Linked DNA regions of Hordeum vulgare: region 2 is linked to region 1. Evidence: chromatin contacts called from public Hi-C data. All regions are on one chromosome and are shown on one strand. Each heading gives the region's core, a stretch centred on a gene start, on an enhancer-like site or on the middle of the called end of the contact. The rest is flanking DNA. Distances are from core to core; before and after follow the strand shown.

Evidence for each region. Hi-C and Micro-C count contacts between places; a contact is called where the count stands out from the background.
Region 2: a contact with region 1 is called in a Hi-C map of seedling, with 7 times the contacts expected there. The contact joins the promoter of LOC123402244 here to the promoter of LOC123403476 in region 1. A contact is called at or near these places in 2 of 6 Hi-C or Micro-C datasets (leaf and seedling).

Annotation. Positions count from the first base shown.
Region 1 is chr6H:470,883,541-470,889,036 of MorexV3_pseudomolecules_assembly, forward strand. It overlaps LOC123403476 (galactan beta-1,4-galactosyltransferase GALS1-like), which reads right to left and starts at 3,875. Exons shown (of 2, transcript XM_045097414.1): 1 at 1,839-3,875; 2 at 116-820. The coding sequence starts at 3,361. The coding sequence ends at 472.
Region 2 is chr6H:471,391,913-471,397,806 of MorexV3_pseudomolecules_assembly, forward strand. It overlaps LOC123402244 (probable L-type lectin-domain containing receptor kinase S.5), which reads right to left and starts at 3,505. Exons shown (of 2, transcript XM_045096136.1): 1 at 1,965-3,505; 2 at 1-1,174. The coding sequence starts at 3,426. The coding sequence ends at 306.

The DNA of each region.
Region 1 (5,496 bases), core at 2,625-5,124:
AATTAAAAGCGTGTGATATTTTTTCTTCCGTTGCAATGCACGGACCTTTTGCTAGTGATGTAACAACAAGCAGAAACGCCTTACTTTTTGGCACTTTGTATGTGACCCCAGAAGATGAAATAATCTAGCAGTAGTAAAAAGCCAACATCATCAGTTTACACAGATCTAGGGGTATCTATCTGCAAACGGATGTGGGGGACAAGCATGAAAAGGTGAAGAGAAAGAAGACGCAGTAAAAAAAGCAGATCTGAGAGAACCAACTTTACATGAAAAGGTGAAGAGAAAGAAGGGCAGCCCAAAGAAAAACCAAAACTTTACACCAGCCGACCTGCCCTGCCTCTAAATAAAACAGGCTCTCCCCTGCACTTATCAGCTAAGACTGAGAGTTCCACAAGAACCAGGCATCCATCCTAAAGAAACATCAGCGTATATGTACCCAGCAGCCAGCAGTCACCTCCCAGCCGCTGTTCGTTATGTATGAGACAACGATCCGATGGTTTCGTTCTCGAATCGCCTGATCTCGCCGGCGAGGCGCTTCATGGTGTCGTCGTACACGTAGGGGACGCCCTCGAACATGACCTTGCGGCCGCGACCAGGCCTCGGCACGAACTCCTGGCACGGCTCACCCAGCACGTTGATGGAGTTGTGGTAGTGGTAGTACCTGATCAGGGTCTCCGTCTTGTGCGTCGACCTCCCGTACACGTTCTGCGACATGTGCACCCCGGTCGCGTATGCGTTCCGCGCCTGGATCGCGTACTTGCGGTCGCGCCGGACCCTGGTTATCGAGTTGCGGAAGACAAACTTCTCAAATCCCCATTCCCTGCATCATCGATGGCATGTGCCCGTTAGTTCAGATTACACTGTTGCTATACCCTTATTTAGAATGGAAGATGAAATGCCGATTAGACTGAAATGTAAAATCGACAACAAGGACAAAAACTATCTTCAAATTTATTTGTGGAACTTGGTATATATTGAGGATTAGGCTCAATTCATCTTTGTTTTCGGGCGGGTAGAAAGCAATGACCATTAATTGTGGAAGCAAATCATGCTGGAGAACAAAATGTATAAAAGCACTGATGTTTGTTTGTAGAACCAAATGATGCTTTCCTAATCTCAAATAAATAAATAATTAATTAATGATGCTTTCCTAAGATCTTTGGCTCAATGGAGAGTGTCTTTAAAGTAATGACCTTTGTTTGTGAAACCAACTGGTGCTTTACAAATATTGTTGGTTCAATGGTGAAAGGTGCAGAACAGAATTTCTTACAGTAATGACCTTTGTTTGTGAAACCAACTGGTGCTTTACAAACATTGTTGGTTCAATGGTGAAAGATGTTGGAGAACCAAATTTGCTTAAGTAATGACCTTTGGTTGTGAAACCTAATGATGCTTTATCTATGCAAAGAAATTTGTTCAGTGATGGAAGCTGGAGAACAAAAGGAGAAGGTGTCAACCGCCATGTTGCCCTAGAGGACTCAATTTGACCAAAGGAAATCTAACCGATTTTTAATTAAAAAGTGAGCAAGGTGAAATCAAGCAGCTCACTGCCCAATTGATCAACAGACTGCATAAACAAGTAACCGCTTTGAGAATGTTTGTTTGTTGGATTAAACAACACAACCAAGGTCCAACGGCTAAAATATATATCTGGGAATGCTACCAAACCGGCAGGACAAATTGTATTTCCTACCACCCTGAACCTGATACTACATCTGAAGCTAAATTTGGGAGGTGGCGTGACAGAGATCTCGCAATCATAAACATAAAATTAAATCGGGAATGGACGAGGCAAGCAGAAATTACTCCAGATACGGGACAGAAATCAAATTACGAACCTTGAGTAATCATTCCTCGGATTCTTGACGCAGAGCTTGGTGGACATGGGATTCTGCTCGATGGTGAACTGCGTGTAGCCCGAGAGCTTGGCGAGCACCTGGTCCAGAGCCTGGCCGTCTGGCAGGTAGAGGTACTCGTCGACGTCGAAGAAGAAGGTCCAATTGGCGGCGTGCCGGTACCGGTGCAGGCAGTCGTTCACCACCAAGAACTGGTTGTAGTAGTAGCTGTCGAACTCGGCCTGCGCCCGGATGTCCTGCACCGTCACCCGCCCCGCCCTGATCCACGGGTCCAGCACCGCCCTCACCTCCGGGCTGACGCCGCCGGCGTCGTGGAAGACGAAGTGCGACCTGGGCCCGAAGAAGTGCGCGTGGTACGCCATCCACTCGCGCATGCGGCTGGCGCTGAGGTTGCCGTAGAGCGAGGAGCCGCAGTAGAGGTAGTCGTGCTGGAACGGCGGGCTGAAGATGGACTCGTCGTAGGAGCCCGGCGCCTCCTCGAGCGCGACGAAGCGCTCGTACCGGCGGGAGGCGGTGGAGTAGTAGGCGTGGACGAGCAGCTTGCCGCCGGCGTTGGCCGCGTTGGGGTTGGCGGGGAAGGTGCAGTTGACGACGACGGTGGTGTAGACGCGGCCGTACCCCCAGTCCGGGAGGATCTTGTAGGCCTTGGTCCGGACGGTGCGCGGCGCCGGGTCGGCGGCGCTCGGGTTGGGCTGCCACTCGCACTTGAAGTAGGGGGTGCCGAACACGTGGGTGGGCTTGGACGCCAGCCCCACGACGGCGAACGTCCGCGGCCCGCCCCGGTACGCGCCCATCTGGACGAACAGCGCCGCCGCGCTGCCGTACGGACGGAGCACCCGCTTGTTTGGGTCGTCCGGGCGCACGGCCGCGTTGCCGGACGGCCGGGGCACCAGCCTTTTCGGCTTCTCCACCCGTGCCACCGCGTTGCCGGACGGCCGGGGCACCGGCCTTTTCGGCTCCTCCGCCCGCGCCACCGCGCTTACATGCGGCCGAAGGAACACCGGTTTGTTCGGCTCCTTCGCGTGCGCCGCCGCGCTTTCGTGCGGCCGAGTGAGCACCGGCTTGGTTGGGTCCTCGGTCCGCGCCGCCGCGCTTTCGTGCGGCCGAGTGAGCACAGGCTTGTTCGGATCCTCCGGCCGCGTCGCCGGCCTCGCCAGCCGCATCGGAACAGTGCCGACGGCGGGGGTGTCCGGAGCCGACGTCGTCCCCGGTGTGCTTTTTGTGGCCGTGTCGGAGGACGTCGAGTTGGCGGAGTGGACCTCCGTGTTGTTGTTGCTGATCCTAATACCGGCGGCGGAGGTTGTGGCGAGTGGGAGGGCGCAGGGCGGCGCGGAGGCGGAGGAGCGTGCGGCGGCGAGGAGGGTGCCGTAGGGCTGGAGCTGCCACAATGCGACGAAGAGCGTGAGGAAGGCGAGCGAGGCGACGAAGAGCTTCATGTCCACGCACGGGACGGCCACGAACGCTCCACCGCCACCGCCGCCTCCTCCCGCGTCTTTCTTCTTCATGGCACGGGCACGACCACGAGCACGGGCACGACCCTGCAATCCAAACGACCACCAACTCGCCGATCCGCCCGCGCGGCCGGCGGTCCGCGAAGACGGGCCGTGCTCCGGTTGCGCGCCGCGCTTTCCCTCCACCGTCCGTCCTCCTTCCTCGTTATCTTTCCCGGGAACGGGCTCGGGTACGGGCGCAGGAGGCTCGGTGGGCTGTAGTAAAAGGCAAGAGGGGGCCGAGATGCGGGGAATGTGGGGGGTGACGGGGGGGAGAGGAAGGTGGCGGGAATCGACGGGGTCGGTGGGTTGTCGACGGGAGAGGGGATTGTTCTGGGCGCTGCGGGTGAGAGTAGGGGAGGCGGGGGGCGGCGCCGCGAAGCAACAGTCAAGGCTGGCTGGCTGGCTGGCTGTGGCTGGATCGGGGCAGGGGAAGGAAGAAATGAAGTCAGTGGTTTAACCGCCGATCCGCGCGGTTCGTAACGCAGCCCACCAACCGCGTTCGTAGGGCGTCGTGGCCGGCTGGCGGTGAAGAAGTTTTCGGAAGGAAATCAAGGCCCGCGGCCGGACAACGCGGTGCCTCAACGGGCGCCACTTCGGCGCGGACCCGTCGCAAGCAACAGCGCGACGCGCCTCCCTGGATTCGTCTCCGGTAGAAAAGCCGTCGCCGCCTGCACGGTCTCGCCTCAGGCAGTACGCACGCACGCACGTGGTTGATAACCAGCTCGTCTGTGCGTTCACAACAATGGGCTTGCGTATGTATACACTTACGTCTGTATTTTTTTTATAACACACCCGCTTTATAAATCATGACATAATGTCCATACAAATAGTTTCTCGGATGCATTCCGGAGACACATCACGCCAAACACGTCACCCTAGCTGATTATAAGATCGAGCCAACAAATGTGCAACAACATTTTGTTCCCGACGTACATGAAATATAGAATAACTAGTGAACGAAGTTCTAAGTTGCTTGATGTCTTGAATCACAGGACCACAAAAAGATCGATCCAGGCTCGGCGAATTAATACGTTGAACAACCGTCAAACAATCAGAAGCAAGTAAGACCTCCTGTAGACCTTCACTCAATACAAATTGCAAGCCTCTCTCGATTGCAATTGCCTCCGCTAGCTCAGGAAGGATTACCTCAGGAACACCAATACCACAACAAACAATGTAAGAACCCGAATGCTCTCGCATCATCACACCTGCCCCCATGCTCCTCGCATTGGTAAAAAGGGCAACGTCAACGTTTATCATCATCTTACCTGGCGGCGGCGGAACCCAGGATGCTGTTGTATAGGGTTCACGCCTATGGTTGGTTTTGGTATTGAACAAATGCTCCACTATCATGTCAACATATGCTTTAATTTTCAGAGCAAGACTAGAAGGATGCTGATTAATATTTTCTTCTTGGAGTTTGTTACGAGCATCCCAAATATGCTAGCACATGACCGCAAGAACTGTAGCAGCAAGATCATAGCAACGAGCCATAAAATCAAAGATCCATGTTTTACAATTTGTGAACCCTTTCCGACAAAGATGCACGTTGAAGTAATCTTTGACATCAGACCAAACAGCTCGTGCATATGGGCAAAAAAGCAATCCATGTTCAATGTGCTCATCAGCAGAACAATGGACACAAACCTTAGATGCAGGAATATGTCTCCGGTGTAGCTGCATTCCCGTTGGCAAGCAATCATGAGCGAACCTCCATATAGTTATCAACATTTTCCCCGGCGCCTTGATCGCCCAAATTTTGTTCCAGGAGGTGGCTTCACTTTGGAGATTAGACGGCATACCACGGCCCGTATTGCTACAAGAGGAAATCATCTTTGTCATCCTGGCCAACTAATATGCAGACCGGACCGAGTATGTGCCAGAACGAGTATGCGACACGATACAAAGTGAGTGTCACCAAAACGACTGATGGGAAGTTGAAGCACTTGATCCGCAATTGATTCCTCGACGACTGATCAGACCAGATGTATGTTCCAAGTAAAACCATCATCATCAAAGAGAGAGTTCACCTTCTGCCGTCCGAGAGAGGAGATAGCAAATGCAAAAACTGAGGTCTCACTCCAGGAGTCCAATTATCCTCCAGGATCTTGATTGTGGCACCATTACCCACACCCCATCGGACTCCT
Region 2 (5,894 bases), core at 2,255-4,754, 510 kb after region 1:
CACACAGCCGCACTTGGAGTACTGGACACGACGGCAAAAGGGCAATCAACGAAAAGATCAGATAAAAGTTGTAGGAGTACTACTCACTTTAATCCAGAAATGAAAAGCTATAGCTCCCCAACCCAGACATATATAGCATGCACACTGATCACTATCTACATCTTATTCGCCACGTCGGTGTCACGAGCTCACCATCATGAACACACGACCAACTAATTGTTGATCTTGATCCCACGTGCCGTTGACTGACTCACTCATACGTCCTCGCATGGCGGCCGGCAGGCTCGCCCTCGCCGGCGCTCACCTCACGCCGTGGACATGTCCCTGTCCGTCACGTCGTGCTCCCTGGTGAGCAGGTAGTTCTGCGTCGTCCACCCCGCCGACGAGGCGTAGTACGACGATGAGGAGGTCAGCGCCGTGCTGGTCCCGGACACCGGCGTCTCCCCGTCGTCGTCCCCGAGCACGACCGGCAGCGCGGGCCACATGAAGGCCGGCTTCGCCGCCGGCACATCCGGCGGCGGCGCGGAGCGCGCCAGGATCTGCACGATGGCGCGCGCCCTCGGCCGCTCCCCGGGGTTCGGGTGGCTGCACGCGAGGCCCAGCAGCAGCAGCCGCTCCGCGTCGCCCTCGTCGAACCCCCCGGCGACGAGCCGCCTGTCGACGGCCTCGAGGATGCGGCCCCCGCCGGCGCCGTGGAGCTGCCACACGCCCTCCAGCAGCTGGCTGCACCCGGCGGCGTTGCTGCAGGAGATGCGGCGGCCGGAGACGATCTCCAGGATGACGGCGCCGAAGCCGAAGACGTCCGACTCCCGCGTCGCCCTGCCCGTGTGGAAGCACTCCGGCGCGATGTAGCCCAGCGTGCCCGGGACGCCGATCTTGTCGGTGTAGGAGGTCTTGTCGGTCTCGAGCGCGCGGGCGAGGCCGAAGTCGCCGAGACGCGCGTTGAAGGCGCCGTCCAGCATGATGTTGGACGGCTTGATGTCGCGGTGGATCACCCGCTGGTCGTACTCGTGGTGGAGGTAGTTCAGGGCGGAGGCCACGCCGGCGACGATGTTGTAACGTTGGCCCCAGGTGAGCACCGGGGCCTCCGGCCCGCCGAAGAGGTGCCTGTCCAGGCTGCCGTTGGGCATGAAGTCGTACACCAGCAGCAGCACGCCGTCCTGGTGGCACCAGCCTGCAAATTCACCATCCGCGGTTAATCGATTTATTTCCAGAATTGTGAACAGCTAATTAGAGAATTAGACTATTTTTGTTCTAGCGACAAGGTTGTCTAGTACTACTAGTATACTACTTCAGACTGTTTTATTATTCCAAAGCCAGTAGAGCATGTGAAGTACTAATAGACGGGTCAAATATTGCGTCGTCAAATTGGTAGTGCAATCATGATCCGGAATCCCAAATCATATCATATAAGCAACAAACCTTCACTAGATAGGAACTGGTTAGTCATAGGAGTAGATACTTGGGTGCAAACTTGAAATCTAGTCTAGTGTACTAGTAGAACTAATTTCTTGGAGTAGTTGTCCCTATTCGTAAGTTAAACCATCAGTATCTCGATTGCATCGTTATCCTTTGATTCGTAATCTGAAAATGCCCCTACCTTTGTCGTCTATCTATATAGACGGCGTTTGACATTTACAACTCGTTTTTCACGTAACCAAATTTTTGACATAATCAAAGGTTTGCTTTCACTTTCGCATAAAAAATAAAAAGTTCGCTTTCACGTAACCCTTTAGGCAACCTCTTTTTAGTCTACTTTAATCATAACCGAAGTGCAAAACTAATGAGACTCATCCTAGAATGAAGATGATATTTTTGAGTGACATCCATGATGCAGTTTCTGGCAGAATCTTTGAATCAAAAGCACTATAAAGAGCTACGGGGCTGCGATGAACGGAATATTTTTATTGATCAAGAACGTTGCGAAATGTGCAGAGCAGAGAATTAAAGAAACAGTTGTTTACCGAGGAGCTTGACGAGATTGCGGTGGCGGAGGAGGTTGATGATGCTAAGCTCGGCGAGGAAGTCCTCCTGTCCCTTGGTGTTGGCCCCGGAGAACTGTTTCACGGCGACCTCCATGTTCTGCCCGTGCTCCCCGACCACGGTGGCGCGGTACACCACACCGTACCCTCCCTGCCCCAGCTTCATCTTCTCGTCGAAGTTGCCCGTCCCTTTCCTCAGCTCCTTGTAGTCGAACTCCTTGGGCACCCCGGGGATGCTGGCGAAGTTAATGGTGCTCCGGACCATCGAGCTCGAGTCGTCCCCGATCCTCCTCCGCCTGCTCTTGATGTACAGGCCGGCGAACAGACCGAGCGCCAGGGCGAAGGCGCACGGCGCGCCGATGGCCAGCCCGAGCTTCCAGCCGGAGAGCGGCTGCTTGCCGGTGCCGCTGCCGTCGGGGAGAAGCTCCACCGTCATGTCCCAACTGTGCAAGCAGTTGAGCTGGTACAGCACGCCGGTGGACGCCGAGAAGCCGAAGTAGGCCGTCTTGCCGAGGAGGACCCTCGAGAGGTCCAGCGACGCGTTGAGCACGGGAGTGGCGGGCCTGCTCCCGTTCTTGGCCATGTACACCCACACGTGCCGCGACGTGCCGTTGTACTCGATCCAGACCATGTGGCTGCCGTCGTCGTCGGTGTTGTTGGTCGCGAGGTCGATGCCGAAGGGGGTGAGGGAGGCGGCGACCTTGGACTGGACGCCGTTCACGTCGAGGCCGACGTGGTTGTCGTCGGGGTCGTAGGCCTGCTTCACTGTGTCCAGCTCCACGGCCGCGAACCCGTTGGCGGCGCTACCGTCGGTGGACGCGTTGGTGAGGCCAAGGTAGCCGCCGTGGCTGCCGGGAGGCGGGGGGGCGGCGCCATCGGACGCGATGAGGAACGCCAACCCTTCGCCCTTGACGGACGCGTTCGCGCGGAAGAGGTTGACCTTGAACACGGTGGAGAAGGAGGCGACGCGCCGGCCGTCGGCGCTGGAGTTGGACGCGTCGGAGGCCCAGAGCACGTAGGCCCGGGGGAACATGACCCGGCCGGTCTGGTTGATGAGGAACCTCTCCGGGTCGTTTCTGGTGTCCGGCGTGATCTGCAGAGCATTCCCGTTGACGGTGGCGTTGCCCAGCACGGTGAGGTTGCCGGGGAGCTGCCGCAGCGAGTTGTCGAACGAGGGGAAGGAGAAGGTGATGGACTCCTTGCCGCCGACGATGCTGGTGAAGGTGGTGGCCTGGGCGCGGGCGGCGGGGAGGAGCGAGCATACGGAGATGGCGTAGAGCAGGAGGAGGACGGCGAGGCTGGTGGTGGCGCGTTGACGGCGGCGGGAGTGCGCCATGGGTTTGAGTCCTCGCTTTCTCAGGAGGGGAGGAGAACTGAGGAAGAGAGGAGAGATGTGGGCAGGCCAGGTGGTGGAGAAATGGAGGGAGTCGTGGTGTGCATGCATCTGTACAAATAAGGAGGCTGCGGGTTGGTGGGTCGTCAGTGGATGCTTGTGCCTGGATTGGACTGCTGCCTCCGTTTTGTTCCTTGTGTTGGTGTACTCTTACACATTTGCTGTTTTGCAAAAAACTAATAATCAACAAAGGGTATCTTCACTGAACTTAGCATGTTGGAAATCTAGATCTATGCCTATTTTTCGGCGTATCTATATACTATATCAGTATCCATATCAATCTTTATCTCTATCTCTATCTCCATCTCCATCTCCATCTCTACCATTCTATCTTTATCTTTATATCTACTTAAAACATACACAAAGTTAGTTTTACTGCCGCAGAATTCTTGTCAACCGCTCCTTCCCCTCTCATCACGTCCCGTCACTAGGCTTTTTTCGTCCAATCGGTTCTATTCTTCCACCATGCCTTTTGTCCCATGTTTCATGTACACTAAGCAATCACCTTAATTTACTTATTTTCTTCATCAATTTTATCTTAATTTACTTACCTTTGACGTCAATTTCATGTATCATCATAATTTACTTACCTTTTGTACCAATTTAATAATTTATGTACCATGCATTATTAGACAAAGGGTTTTGGGAACCGCTCGACACTTTCTTGAGGTGTGGCTATCTTATATATATAACAGGGTACATGAGGGTGTACAATACAATATACAAGACCTATACCAGAGCTATATGTAAATACAGTCTAACACCCTCCCTTAATCTTAACTATGCCCTTAGGTACAAAGTATGTTAAGATTGCGCCTACACCCTACAAACCGAGGTTGAGGTAGAGGCTTCGTGAAGGTGTCAGCAAGTTGATTTTTAGAGGAGATGAACTTGATGTGAAGTAGCTTCTGTGCAACACGTTTCTGCACAAAGTGATAGTCAACTTCGATGTGTTTTGTTTGAGCATGAAACACTGGATTAGATGACAGATAAGTAGCACCAATTTTATCACACCAAAGGACAGGCGGTTGAGCTTGAGGAACTCTCAACTCTCTCAATAAGGATTGTACCCATATGATCTCAGCTCTAGCATTTGCAAAAGCTTTATATTCAGCCTCAGTACTACTCCGAGACACCGTAGCTTGTTTACGAGCAGTCCAGGCAATCAAAATAGGACCAAAGAATAGAGCATGTCACCCCCCCCCCCCCCGCCCCGTGGATCGCCTGTCATCTGGATTACCAACCCAATCTGCATCAGAGAATGCAAAGAGCTCCGTAGACTGTGCAGGCTGAAGAAGCAAACCGTACGGGGCAGTAAGGCAAACATAGCGGAGAATGTGCTTAAATGCTGTCGAATGAGAAATCGTGGGAGCATGAAGGAACTGACACACCCGGTTAACTGCATAGGAGATGTTTGGCCGAGTGATGGTCAGATACTGCAAGCCACCAACAATACTGCAATACTCAGTGGCATCATCAGAAGTGAGAGGATCTCCATCAAATGCAGACAAATGATCAGTGGAAGACATCAGAGTGGTGGCTTGTTTGCACATCAGCATACCTGCCCGTCGCAACAAGTCCAGAGAGTACTTATGTTGTGAGAGTGTCAAGCCAGCAGAAGAGCGAGAAACCTCCAACCCAAGGAAGTAATGCAAGGTGCCTAGATCTTTCACCGCAAAATCACCACTCAAGGCAGAGATCAACCGATCAGCAGCAGCATCGGAGGAGCTCATGAGGATAATGTCATCAACATAGATCGGTAGATACATTGTTACCTCAGTCCCACGTAGTAGAAAGAGCGATGTGTCAGCAGTTGATGGAACAAAACCAAGTGCCCAAAGAACGGAGCCAAGCCTGGCATGCCATGCACGAGGAGCCTGCTTCAGCCCATAGAGCGCCTTGACCAGGCAACACAGATGATGAGGGCGAGAAGGGTCAACAAATCCCGGGGGCTGGCGCATGTAAACCCCCTCATCCAGAACACCACGAAGAAAAGCATTCTGAACATCCAATTGACGAAGAAACCAGCCTCGGGTAACAACCAAGCAAAGCAGAAGCCGAATGGTAGTAGGTTTGACAACCGGACTAAAAGTATCCTCATAGTCAAGACCATACCGTTGTTTGAACCCTTTCGCCACTAGTCGTGCCTTGTAGCGTTCAATAGAACCATTAGCATGCTTCTTAACTTTGAAGACCCACTTGGAGTCAATGACATTCACACCAGAGACCGGAGGGACTAATTGCCAAGTACCATTCGTCAACAATGCTTGATACTCTTGCTCCATACCATGGCGCCAGTGAGGAATCCCAAGAGAAGCCTGAAAGTGTCGTGGTTCAGCAGAGGGACCATCTTGTAACAGCGCCACACAATCTGCAAGCCAAGCAACGGTCCCATATGTACGTTTCTTGGGACAGACAACGCCGGATTGGCTGCGTGTATGCAGACGAGGAGCGGTCGCAACCAGTGGTGCATCCACAGTTGGTGGTGCAACTGCAGCCGGTGTAGCAGCCATAGCTGG